Regions from separate parts of the Mus musculus genome. Here regions 2 and 3 are each linked to region 1. A link is a contact called in public promoter capture Hi-C data. All regions are on one chromosome and are shown on one strand. The core of a region is the stretch at or near the end of the contact, and the rest is flanking DNA. Distances in the headings are between cores, read along the strand shown.

Region 1 (3,438 bases), core at 255-2,754:
AGTATGTAGGGATTAGAAGGCAGACTAAAAACTGCTACTAAAAAACAAAACCCAAACAAACAAACAAGCCTTTAAAACTCCCAAACTCCACCATGTCTGAAGGGACTGTAGCCAGCCTGAGCATGGTACACGTGACTCTGCCTGGTCTTGTCCTTTCCCCCATTCTCTCTGCCTTACTAAAGGCCATTAGATTACATCCCTAAAAGCTGGCTTCCAAGGTCTATTCTCTTATTTGGCTACTTCTTCCTCTTGAGGCTGACCACCAAGCTCTATCAAAGTATTGAAGTCCAGCAATCAAAAGCCCCTTAGCCTGTACAGTTAAAATTAAACACCTCATTCTAACACAGCGTTTCCCCCTTTACATTTATAAACTGCCCTTTGCTTGTGTGTCTGTCTCCTCTCTAGCCAGAGGTAGTCCTCTGACCCAATCCAGGACATACCCCTGCCTCCTCTCCCTTGTTCCCTTCTCCTGTTTCCTTGACCTTTATCTCCTGTCTTTGTCTCTTATTCTCTGCCTTTGTCCCTCTGGGGCAAATAAATCTCCACTGTGCAGAGAACGTGGTCTTGGGGCTTCCTGAGCCTAGACTATTCCCTTACAAGGTCAAGTCCCACACCTAGTGATGTAATTCCTTTGGTGAAGCTCCCTCTCTTAAGGACTCCATAACCTTCTTACAAAACAGTGTTACCAACTGCTGGCAATAGGCATTTCACATTCAAACTGCAACAACCCCCAGCTACCTCAGATACCCAGGAATGTGGGTAGATGGATGTCAGTGGTTGAGGTCCTCATATGTAGAACCATCAGAAGGATAAGTTATATGTCTTATAAAAGACCATACACTAGATAGCTTTGGGGGGGGGGGAACAATTCTTGTTTCTCACAGTTCTGGAAGATAGGATGTTCACTTAGCAGACTGATTTCTAAAGAAGCCTGCTTTGTCATAGATGGCTCCTCCTCTGTGTCCTCTCATGGTGCAAGAGGTCACTAGTTCTCCAGGGCCTTGATTATAAGGACATTAATTCCATGAATGTGGACTCCACACTCCTATCCTAGCTTCCTTCCATAGACTTTATCTGTTAACACCACCTCTGTGGGACTAGGATTCCAATATATAATCTGAGGCAGCTACAAACTTTTAGTCTTTGAAAGAGCTGCCCAGAATTCCGATAGAGCAAGAAGTGGAAGAAAACGGGAGTACTGTCGGATTGTATCAACGGATGGTTCCTTCATGACTCAGAAAACAAGTGAGGGGACCATCTGCGGGTATTTGAGGTCACAAGGTTCTATTGGAGGCCACAGTACCACCCCGCCCCATCACGTGATAATAGAACCTGAGTACAGTAGATAGAACAGGAAAATACCAAGGGCACGCCCCTTCTGTGATGCAAACCACACTGGTCCTTGTAGTCTGATAGCAGGAGCAAGAGGAACAATAACATACTCTCCTATGACAAGTCAAGGAGGGAACAAACAGTAAAGCCAGCAGGCATCAAGGGAGCAGGCAGTCTCCTCAATGCCCAGAGTGGCACTAGTAACCACCCCAGGAGTGAGTCACTGGCATGGGGGAGGGCTGAGGAAAGGCTGCAGCTCTCGCGCACGCTGGGCTGGTAAACAACCCCAAAGGATCAGAGCCAAACCAGGAAATGCCAGAATATCAACCTGTGGTTTCGGGGTGGATGCCTGGGCCCCACCACAGGGCTGCTACAGGGGTAGTGTCTGGAGATAGAATCCAGAAGGTTCCATTTTAAGCAAGGTTTGAGAAGATCTTTGTTTTTTAAATCAGTAGAACCCAAGGACAAGCAACGGAGCACCTTGGGCTGGACTCTTAAGTTGGGAGACTTTGGAGCCACAGTCTAGCCTCGCTCTCAAGAGGAAGACCAGCTAGGGGTCAAGGGAAGACCCCCAGGGGTAAATCTGCTCATCCAGTGCTTAAGAAAACCCACTTCAAATGTGATATTAGGCCCATCGCCAAGGCCTGACTCAGCTTCTCTCCATGGCCTGTGCTGGGTGTTTGCTTAGGGTTACACTGTGGGCAGGACACAACCAGGAAGAGAAGAGAAGACCTCTTCACCCGCAATGTCCATGGGTACCTGTGTCTGCCCACCCGGAGGCCTTGCTGGCTTAACTAGAAGCATGCTGGCTATTTGAAAGTTTTGTTATTGTTATTCTCTTTGGTCTTGTTTTTATCGTGATTTGGTTTGGTTTTCCACGGGAGTTTGTTTCTGGGTTTAGACGCCTGATTTACTTTCTTCTAAAGCACCCAGGAGGGATGGGGAAATGCTTTGGGTCAGAATACAACATTTAAAAGTAAACGAATGAACTGAGAAGTTAATCTTACTGACTTAAATTTTTATTTCTTCTCTTGTAGATTAAGTTTTGCAAAACAGAGCTTGCTCAATTAAGTAGGATCTTAAAAATCTGAACATGTAGAGGTAGTTTAATTGTATCCATTGAGGGTTTTTTTTTTGTTTTTTGTTTTGGGGTTTTTTTGTTTTTTTGTTTTTTTTTTGCCCCACCCCTTCTCTGTTTGACATAGAGAATCACTGGAATGTATTAAAGACATCAGAACAAAGCCACTGTCTAAGACAAGTTGCATAGGAAATGAAACAATAAAGGTTGAGCAGGGCAGTGTGTTAAATTGAGTCCTAAAATGAGAACCCCAGTCAGGAGAATTGACTAGATCTTCACAAGGTCCTCTCTTCTTCTTCTTCCGGTGTTCAATGTTACCATTTTGTAGATCCTGCTCCCCCACTCTCTCTCCCCTCCCTTCTCTGTCTCTCTTTTTCTGTCTGTCTGTCTCTGTCTGTCCCCACTCCCACACACCCCCTTTGCCTTCCTCCTTCCAAATTGAGTACATAGGTTTTCAAGTTTCAGGAATAAATCAAGCCAATAGATGCTCAGCTTTGGTTGAGGACATGTGAGGAGGAATGGGGGTTTTGTTTGATCAGTTTGGGGTTGTTTTCTTTTGTTTTGTTTTAAGATAGAAACACAACTCATACTATGTTTTTCCTTCTTTTGGTGATGATCCACCCACTGGGTCTTGCCATCAGTGACAAGCTCCGATTGTAGTCGGCAGATGGCCTTTGATTGGCTGGATACCATCAGTGTTCCTTCTGGGTGAGCTATTGAGTAACAAAGTTTCAGAATGCATTTGGTTATTCACACTGTAATTAAAGGAAGGTCCTTGCTTTGCCCGCAGCTTTCCCAACACAAACAGAAGAGGCGTGAGTCAGCGCAGGCAGCTGCCCCGAGGTAGTACAGTGTTTGTTTCTTTTTTTTTTTTCTTTTTTTTTTTTTCTTTTTGCCAATAAAATATGCCTGGGAGGACAAAGAGCAGCAGGAAGCAGTGACACAGAGTGAGCTGGGAAATTCCAGCTGCCCTCCTGCCCTACTTATAAGGAATAGATATGAGTCATTTTTTTTTAAAGATGCAAACA
Region 2 (3,438 bases), core at 359-2,858, 2.2 Mb after region 1:
TATCCCACAGGAAAGTTCAAGACAGAGGCGCTCAACTGCATTCATCATTTATTCTCCGTCCACTCCACCCCCCCACTACTCTCTCTTGAATAACCAGATTGGTTAGCCAGAGCCAGACTTGGGAAGAACTAGGACACACTCCTCCACTCTCAGGCCTCACAATCTATAGGCAGATCTTATCAAATAACCCTTTCAGCTCTGCATTCTTGCTTTCTTACTTTAAATATTCTTGCTTGCTATCTGGCACCCTTTCAAAATCACAGGTTCCCGACCGCCTGCCTGCAGGATGATGCTGGAGTTCTTTAGTATAGTAACAGACAAGCCGGAACAATCGTTTCCAACCTCTATTCACCTATGTTCTTACATTCTACCTAAGGTCACTCACGAAACATTACAAACTGGCTTTCAGGCAGTTCCTTCTTTGGGTAATCGTCTTCCCTCCTTTTCTACTTTAGTATCTTCTTCACAAAGCTCTGATGGTTGGGGATGGACTTAGCCTTTTCAGTCTGTGCCTCCCATGAAATCCTGGGTAGATAAGTTACAGCAGATAACCTCATGCTGAGTACAGTTACCTTTCCTGATCAGGATTCAAATTAGCAATTTTGCTATTAGAATCTATACAGACCGGGGCAAAAAAACAATAGCCATGAGTTTATGTCATCAACAAAGACAGGTAGAAACGCAGCGATGTGTAAATAAAACAAACGAACACCTGATACACAACTGCTTGAAAAAAAAATGGTATTGTTATTAAGGGTCTATAAATTATGCAAGCCTACATTTAAGAAAAAATACCTCGAAAAGATAACTCTAAGATGATAAACAGATAATGATATTTCTGGTAACATTTAGAATCTACTCAACTAGTTGGGGTCGGGGCAAGGAAGAAAGGAGGATTGGACGGGGCAAGAATCTGCAAGGAGGTACAAAAACTGGGAACACGATTTTTAATTTCTTTGGTACACTCTAATCTCCAATCAACAACCATTACCATGTCATCTGCCCATTCTGGAAATCGTGTACACTTTTTAAAATTTGCCACTCTGCTGTAACTGTCGAGTTTTGTGAAGTGCACAGGTCCGTGGTAGATCGAGATTCGCAGATTAACAAACTAGAGACCCGGCCCCTTCGTATCTACTGCCTAGAGCCGACGCCTTCCAAAACCACTGGGTGGATAAAAACATCAGGCCACACGCCTACTACAGCCAACACGGCCAGTCTTCGTGGCCTAGGCAGGGAATGCCTCAGGGTTAGCCTGGCACAGGTTCCCCACCGCCGGGCACAGCCCACCGCCCCGGGCCTGCGGGCCGCTTGCTCCCGCCCAGCGCGGCCTGCCGCCACTCACAAGAAGTTCTCCATGGCGATGCGGACGATTGAGCCCTCGACGAAGGTCCCGGACGGCCGCGGCAGCGTCGGCAACGGGTTCGAGTTCTTTCTCTTGCTCGGGACCTCGGAGGAAGCATCTCTCGGGAGAGACCGCTTGGAAACCTGGGGGTTGGGGGGAGCAGCCTTCCCGCTCGGAGTCGCCATCCTGGCTTCCTCCGCGTCCCGCAGCGGCTTCCGTTCCCGGCGAGCCGCAGCCCAGGAGCCTCCGCGCCCGGCTCCCGCGCTAACTGACCCCGCCTGACCCCGCCCCCGCGGCCCCGATGCGCTTGCGCGGTTCCGCCCCGCAAACCCGAGGCCACGCCCCGACCAACGCTCCCCGGTGGCCTCAGAGGTGCGATGTGTGTGTGTGTGTGTCTGTGTGTGTGTGTGTGTGTGTATGTGTCTCTGTGTGTGTCTCTGTGTGTGTCTCTGTGTGTTTCTCGTGTGTGTGTGTGTGTGTGTGTGTGTGTGTGTGTGTGTGTGTGTGTGTGTGTGTGTGTGTGTGTTACTACTTTGCAACGGTCCCTCCCAGAACTCCAGGCTTCATCTGTCTTATGTTCTACATTGCAGTTTCCTTCCCTGGTGCTCAAATGAACTCCAAAGAAAAGATGCCTGTTGACTGTGCCTGTTGTTGGAAGCATGGCACTAACAACCATCTGATGCTCTCAAGATTGTGAAGAGTGTATTAATTACTTGCCCACTCACACTTCCTAGTCCTTTTATTGTATAATTTATTTATTTTTATTTTATGTGCATTGATGTTTTGCCTGCATGTATGTATGTCTGTGTGAGGGTGTCAGATCTCGGAGTTACAGACAGTGGAACCCAGGTCCTCTAGAATAGCAGTCCGTTCTCTTAACCACTGGGCCATCATGCTATCTCCCAGCACATACATTTATTTATTTATTTGAGACAGACTCTTTATATAGCTCTAGATGGACTACTACTCACTAGAGAGCCCAGGCTGGTCTTGAACTTTTACTACTTCTGCTTCCTTAGTGCAGCCACCAGTTCCAGTGCAGCCACCAGATGGCCTCTCCCTTCAGGGTTTCTTTTTTCTTTTCTTTCTTTCTTTTATTTAATTAAGCATTTCACTTATTTACAACCCAAATGTTGTCTCTCTCCCCCCCCCAGAGTTCTTCCCCCCCCCCCCCATCGCTCCTCCTCTTTGACTCTGAGAGGGTGCCTCTCCCTTGGTATCCCCCCTCCCTGGGGCATCCAGTCTCTGCAGGACTAAGCACATCCTCTTCCACTAAGGCCAGACAAGGCTGCTCTCTGCTACATATGTGCTGGTGGCCTTGGACCAGCCCATGTATGTTCTTTGGTTGGTGGCTTATTCTCTGGGAGCTCCTAGGGGTTCAGGTTAGTTGATATTGTTGGTCTACCTATGGGGTTACCATCCCCTTCGCTTTCTTCAATCCTTCCTTTAAATCTTCCATAGGGGTCCTTTCAGGGTCTTTAAATTCCCTGCTTCTTTAGGAATGGCTCTACCTCCCTGTGCCCATGTTCATCTCATTAGCCCTTTCAAAGATTATGCCCCTGAAGCCCATAGGCAACATTCACCCAACCAATAATAACCGGCCAGAGACTAGGGTAATGGGGAAATAAAGATAAACCATTAAATAGTTTTAAGTAGGAGAGGCCTGTGATCTAATTAAAGCTTTTCAGTCATTCTGCTTGCTGTGTGGAAAACTCATTGAAAGGAGACCTGGGGAGGCCAGTTAGAAATCCCATGCAGTAGAGTCCTCTTTTGACCACTAGAACCAACACTCCTTTTTGCAGGCCCCTGCTTCTTTCTCTCATACAAATGGAATCTGCTCAGTAAAAGTTAAAATGAAAGAAAACATAATCATTGTAGAAAGCATATAAACTTGTTATGGGTACTTGATGTGTGTGTGTGCCTCTGTGTGTGTGTGTGTAAAAATTAAGGAATACCTTGTAAAATGTTCAAGTAACAGGAAGAAATAAAAAGACCCAGTGCTTAGGATACCATGCTGCTAGTACTTCTACACATAGCTGGTATATTCTTGGCTTCAAGAACTTAAAGGTTGCCAGGCATGGTGGTGTATGCCT
Region 3 (3,438 bases), core at 293-2,792, 2.0 Mb after region 1:
TCTCTGTGTAGCCCTGGCTGTCCTGGAACTCACTCTGTAGACCAGGCTGGCCTCGAACTCAGAAATCCGCCTGCCTCTGCCTCCCGAGTGCTGGGATCAAAGGCGTGCACCACCACCGCCAGGCAATGGAGGGATTGTAAACCCGCAGTGTTGACTGTATGCCCTGCTGTAGATCCTTAGCTATCATGATGGAAAACAACCCAGCACTCATCTCAGGAAGAAGCACACTGAGTTCATCAGACTCCCAACCCCACACTAATTGTTGACCAAGTAAAGCCACAAGATTCAGTTGTTAAGGCTCTCTGGATGATTCCAGTTCTCAGGACTATTTAACACAGTTAATATTTCACAGGGGTGGCTCCTCTAAAGCAGAGTCAGGAATCGGGAACCCTGTGCTTTTTTTTTTTTTTTTTTTTTTTTTTTTTGAGTTCTGCGGTCGTCTACCTGATAAGGTAGACCAGTCTTGTTCTCTACAATTGTGAAGCAAGAGGAAGGAAAGGCTTGCCCAGCAGGAACAGGGAGGAGTCCCTACAAAGAAAAGGATTTTTTCAAGTTATGCAAATGCAATGTCTTATTGGTCTCAGTTTATGGGTTAAGATAGCTTCAAGACAGAGCGAATTTAGAGTCAAAGGCGCCCAAGGAAGTAGGAGGTTTAGCAAAATGCCAAGATGGCGGTGCTTTTGTGTAAGAACCATTTAATACGGAACCGGATCTTTTGTTAGCTGTGAAAAATTTTAGATGAATTTCTCTTGGTTAATGTGTGGGGTGAAAGAACTTTTAAACATCTAAGTGCTGCATTCCAAACAAGAACGAATTGATGCTGTCTCATCCGAGTCTGTCCTTGGACAACGTGGCCTGCCATATCGAGGGTTTAAAATTTGACTCACACTTAGTTTATTAAGCACCCCGTCCTTCCATCTATATTTTAGAGTTAGCACCAGCAACACAAATATGAAAAGATCTGTCCGATTCACTTCTGCTCCGCAGGTTTACAAGTGTCGGGCGCTTCCTTTTGGAACGCCCTTCTGATTGGCTGAGCCAATGCCAGTGACATCAACCAACTTACTTTTGATTGGAAGCCTGGTTGCTGGGACTGTAGCGTTTGCAGGAAGTCACTTAACTGTTTGAGGGCTGGGAACCCGAAGTTGAAGTTCTGTTTCGTCCCTAGGGATGGGCGTAACTGCCTAGGGGAGAAGCGTTCCCAAGCCACGCCAGCTGGCACGTGGGCCGGGAGGCGTAGGCGCGCGCGCGGTCTGGGCGGCATCTGCGGGGATGCGCAGCCGCTGGTTGCCGGGCTCCGAGCAGTTTCCCTTTTAAATGTCAGCGTTCGGGGCTGGAGGGGCAGCACGCGGCGGCGGAACGGAACGGTCGGATTGGCCGCGCGCCGTAGTTCTAGACGCACCTCTCCACCGAAGGGCCCTTCTGACTGGCAGGGGGAGAAAGTAAACAGAGTTGAATCACCCTCCCCACTGGCCAATTGGAGGGGGCCTGGATTGTGACGTGATGGGATTCTGCGAAATTGTTACTGAGCTGGAGAATGCCGGAGAGGCGCGGCGCGGCAGGACCAGGGGCTCAGCGGCCGTCGGCGGACGCGGGAAGAAGTGTCTCGTAGGCGCGGAGCCCCACTCAGCCCCGGCCCCCCTCGTCCGCGTACTCGGCTGATGCCCCGGGGCGTCAGCTCGGCGGAGAGGCGGTCGAGGACGTGCGCCTGGCTCGCAGTTGGCTTTCTCTGGGACTCCGACACGTTTGCAGTCGAATAAACTTGCGACCGCCACGTGTGGCATCTCTCCGAGGAGGGCGCGCCCATCGTGGGATCGCGCGGGGCGCCGGGCAGGGCGGCGGCGACAGCGGCGGAGCCGGCCGCGGCTGCTGCGTGCGGAGGCGCTGCCGGTTACGTAAAGATGAGGGGCTGAGGTCGCCTCGGCGCTCCCGCGAGTCGCAAGCTCCCGCGCCCCCGCCCCCTCGGCCGCGCCGCACCGCGCTCGTCGTCCGAGGCCAGGGCAGGGCTAGCCGAAGCTCCGCAGCCACCTTCAAGTTTGGCCGCACCGCCCGGGCTGCCGTCGCCCGCACCATGTCCGCGGCCGCCTACATGGACTTCGTGGCTGCCCAGTGTCTGGTTTCCATCTCCAACCGCGCCGCCGTGCCGGAGCACGGGGGCGCTCCGGAAGCCGAGCGGCTGCGACTACCTGAGCGCGAGGTGACCAAGGAACACGGTGACCCGGGGGACACCTGGAAGGATTATTGCACGCTGGTCACTATCGCCAAGAGCTTGTTGGACCTCAACAAATACCGACCCATCCAGACCCCCTCGGTGTGCAGCGACAGTCTGGAGAGTCCCGATGAGGATATAGGATCCGACAGCGACGTGACCACCGAATCTGGGTCGAGTCCTTCCCACAGCCCGGAGGAGAGACAGGATTCTGGCAGCGCGCCCAGCCCACTCTCCCTCCTCCACTCTGGAGTGGCTTCGAAGGGGAAACACGCCTCCGAAAAGAGGCACAAGTGCCCCTACAGTGGCTGTGGGAAAGTCTATGGAAAATCCTCCCATCTTAAAGCCCATTACAGAGTGCATACAGGTTAGCGGCGTCGCCTCTCCCCCGCTTCGGGCTTTAGCTAACCTTTGGCCGGCCAGCATTCCTGGGCGCCCAGGACACCGCACTCGGCCTAGAGGCTGCAAACATTTTGGAGAAGATGCTGCTTAACTCCTGCACTCTCTCCTTACTTGGCTCCAACCTTTAGGAGCCACCCGAACCCACCCCCACCCCCCCAACCGCCGCTCTGAGCAAGTGGCTTGCGTGGCTCGGCCTGGAGCCGGCCCGCCCCTCCCTTACCCGCCCCGCCCCCGGGACTCCGTACCCCGCCGCTGCGGGGTCGCCCCACCTGGGGAGACGCTGGGGGGTAGGGTAGTCAAATGGCGCAGCTTTTATCCCATTCCCTGGTGGGGTTGCAACGGAGGGGTCGGCCTGGGAGGGGAGCCGCACTCTGCGTGAATCGTTTTAGGATGACTAAGGACTCATTTAACTGGATGGCGGCTACTTTTCAGGGCTTGCCAAGGTGGTTTTAAATTTGGCTAAGAGTCCCCTGAGAGGTTTAAAATAAAACTGCTTCAGGCTGCAGGGGAGACTGATGAAGGAATGGATGGTGGATTAACTTCTTGACTAGTTAGCTTTCCTAAGGAACGTGATTCAGTGCTGATCTGTTCCCATGTGACTTATTTGGTCTCATGCCTGAAGCCTTAGGAGAGAGGTGTGGTCTTTGCTGGAGTTCAAGGCCTCACGGATGAGTGTGGGGGCGTTCCTCTTAGCTGTAGGCCACGCAGCACACCAACGTGGCTGTAAAACCATCTGCTCTAGGGAACTGGCTTTAGGAGCTTAGTAGGACCCTGGTCAACTAGCTCTGGTGGTTCTAGTTAAACATGCCTAGAAAAAGGTGGAAGGC

The links. Promoter capture Hi-C pulls out the DNA fragments that hold promoters and counts their contacts.
Region 2: a promoter capture Hi-C map of pre-B cells shows a contact between it and region 1, with 6 times the contacts expected there. A contact is called at or near these places in 2 of 39 promoter capture datasets (liver and pre-B cells).
Region 3: a promoter capture Hi-C map of liver shows a contact between it and region 1, with 4 times the contacts expected there. A contact is called at or near these places in 6 of 39 promoter capture datasets (the 3T3-L1 cell line, hippocampal neurons, liver and 1 more).

Annotation. Positions count from the first base shown.
Region 1 is chr19:21,103,206-21,106,643 of GRCm38.p6, forward strand. It overlaps 4930554I06Rik (RIKEN cDNA 4930554I06 gene), which reads left to right and starts at 1,505. Exons shown (of 2, transcript NR_126458.1): 1 at 1,505-1,547; 2 at 1,788-2,333.
Region 2 is chr19:23,272,289-23,275,726 of GRCm38.p6, forward strand. Smc5 (structural maintenance of chromosomes 5) reads right to left here and starts at 1,609. Exons shown (of 25, transcript NM_001252684.1): 1 at 1,346-1,609. The coding sequence starts at 1,530. Gm33950 (a long non-coding RNA gene) reads left to right here and starts at 1,620. Exons shown (of 2, transcript XR_386613.2): 1 at 1,620-1,717; 2 at 1,936-2,071.
Region 3 is chr19:23,139,684-23,143,121 of GRCm38.p6, forward strand. Klf9 (Kruppel-like factor 9) reads left to right here and starts at 1,543. Exons shown (of 2, transcript NM_010638.5): 1 at 1,543-2,576. The coding sequence starts at 2,072.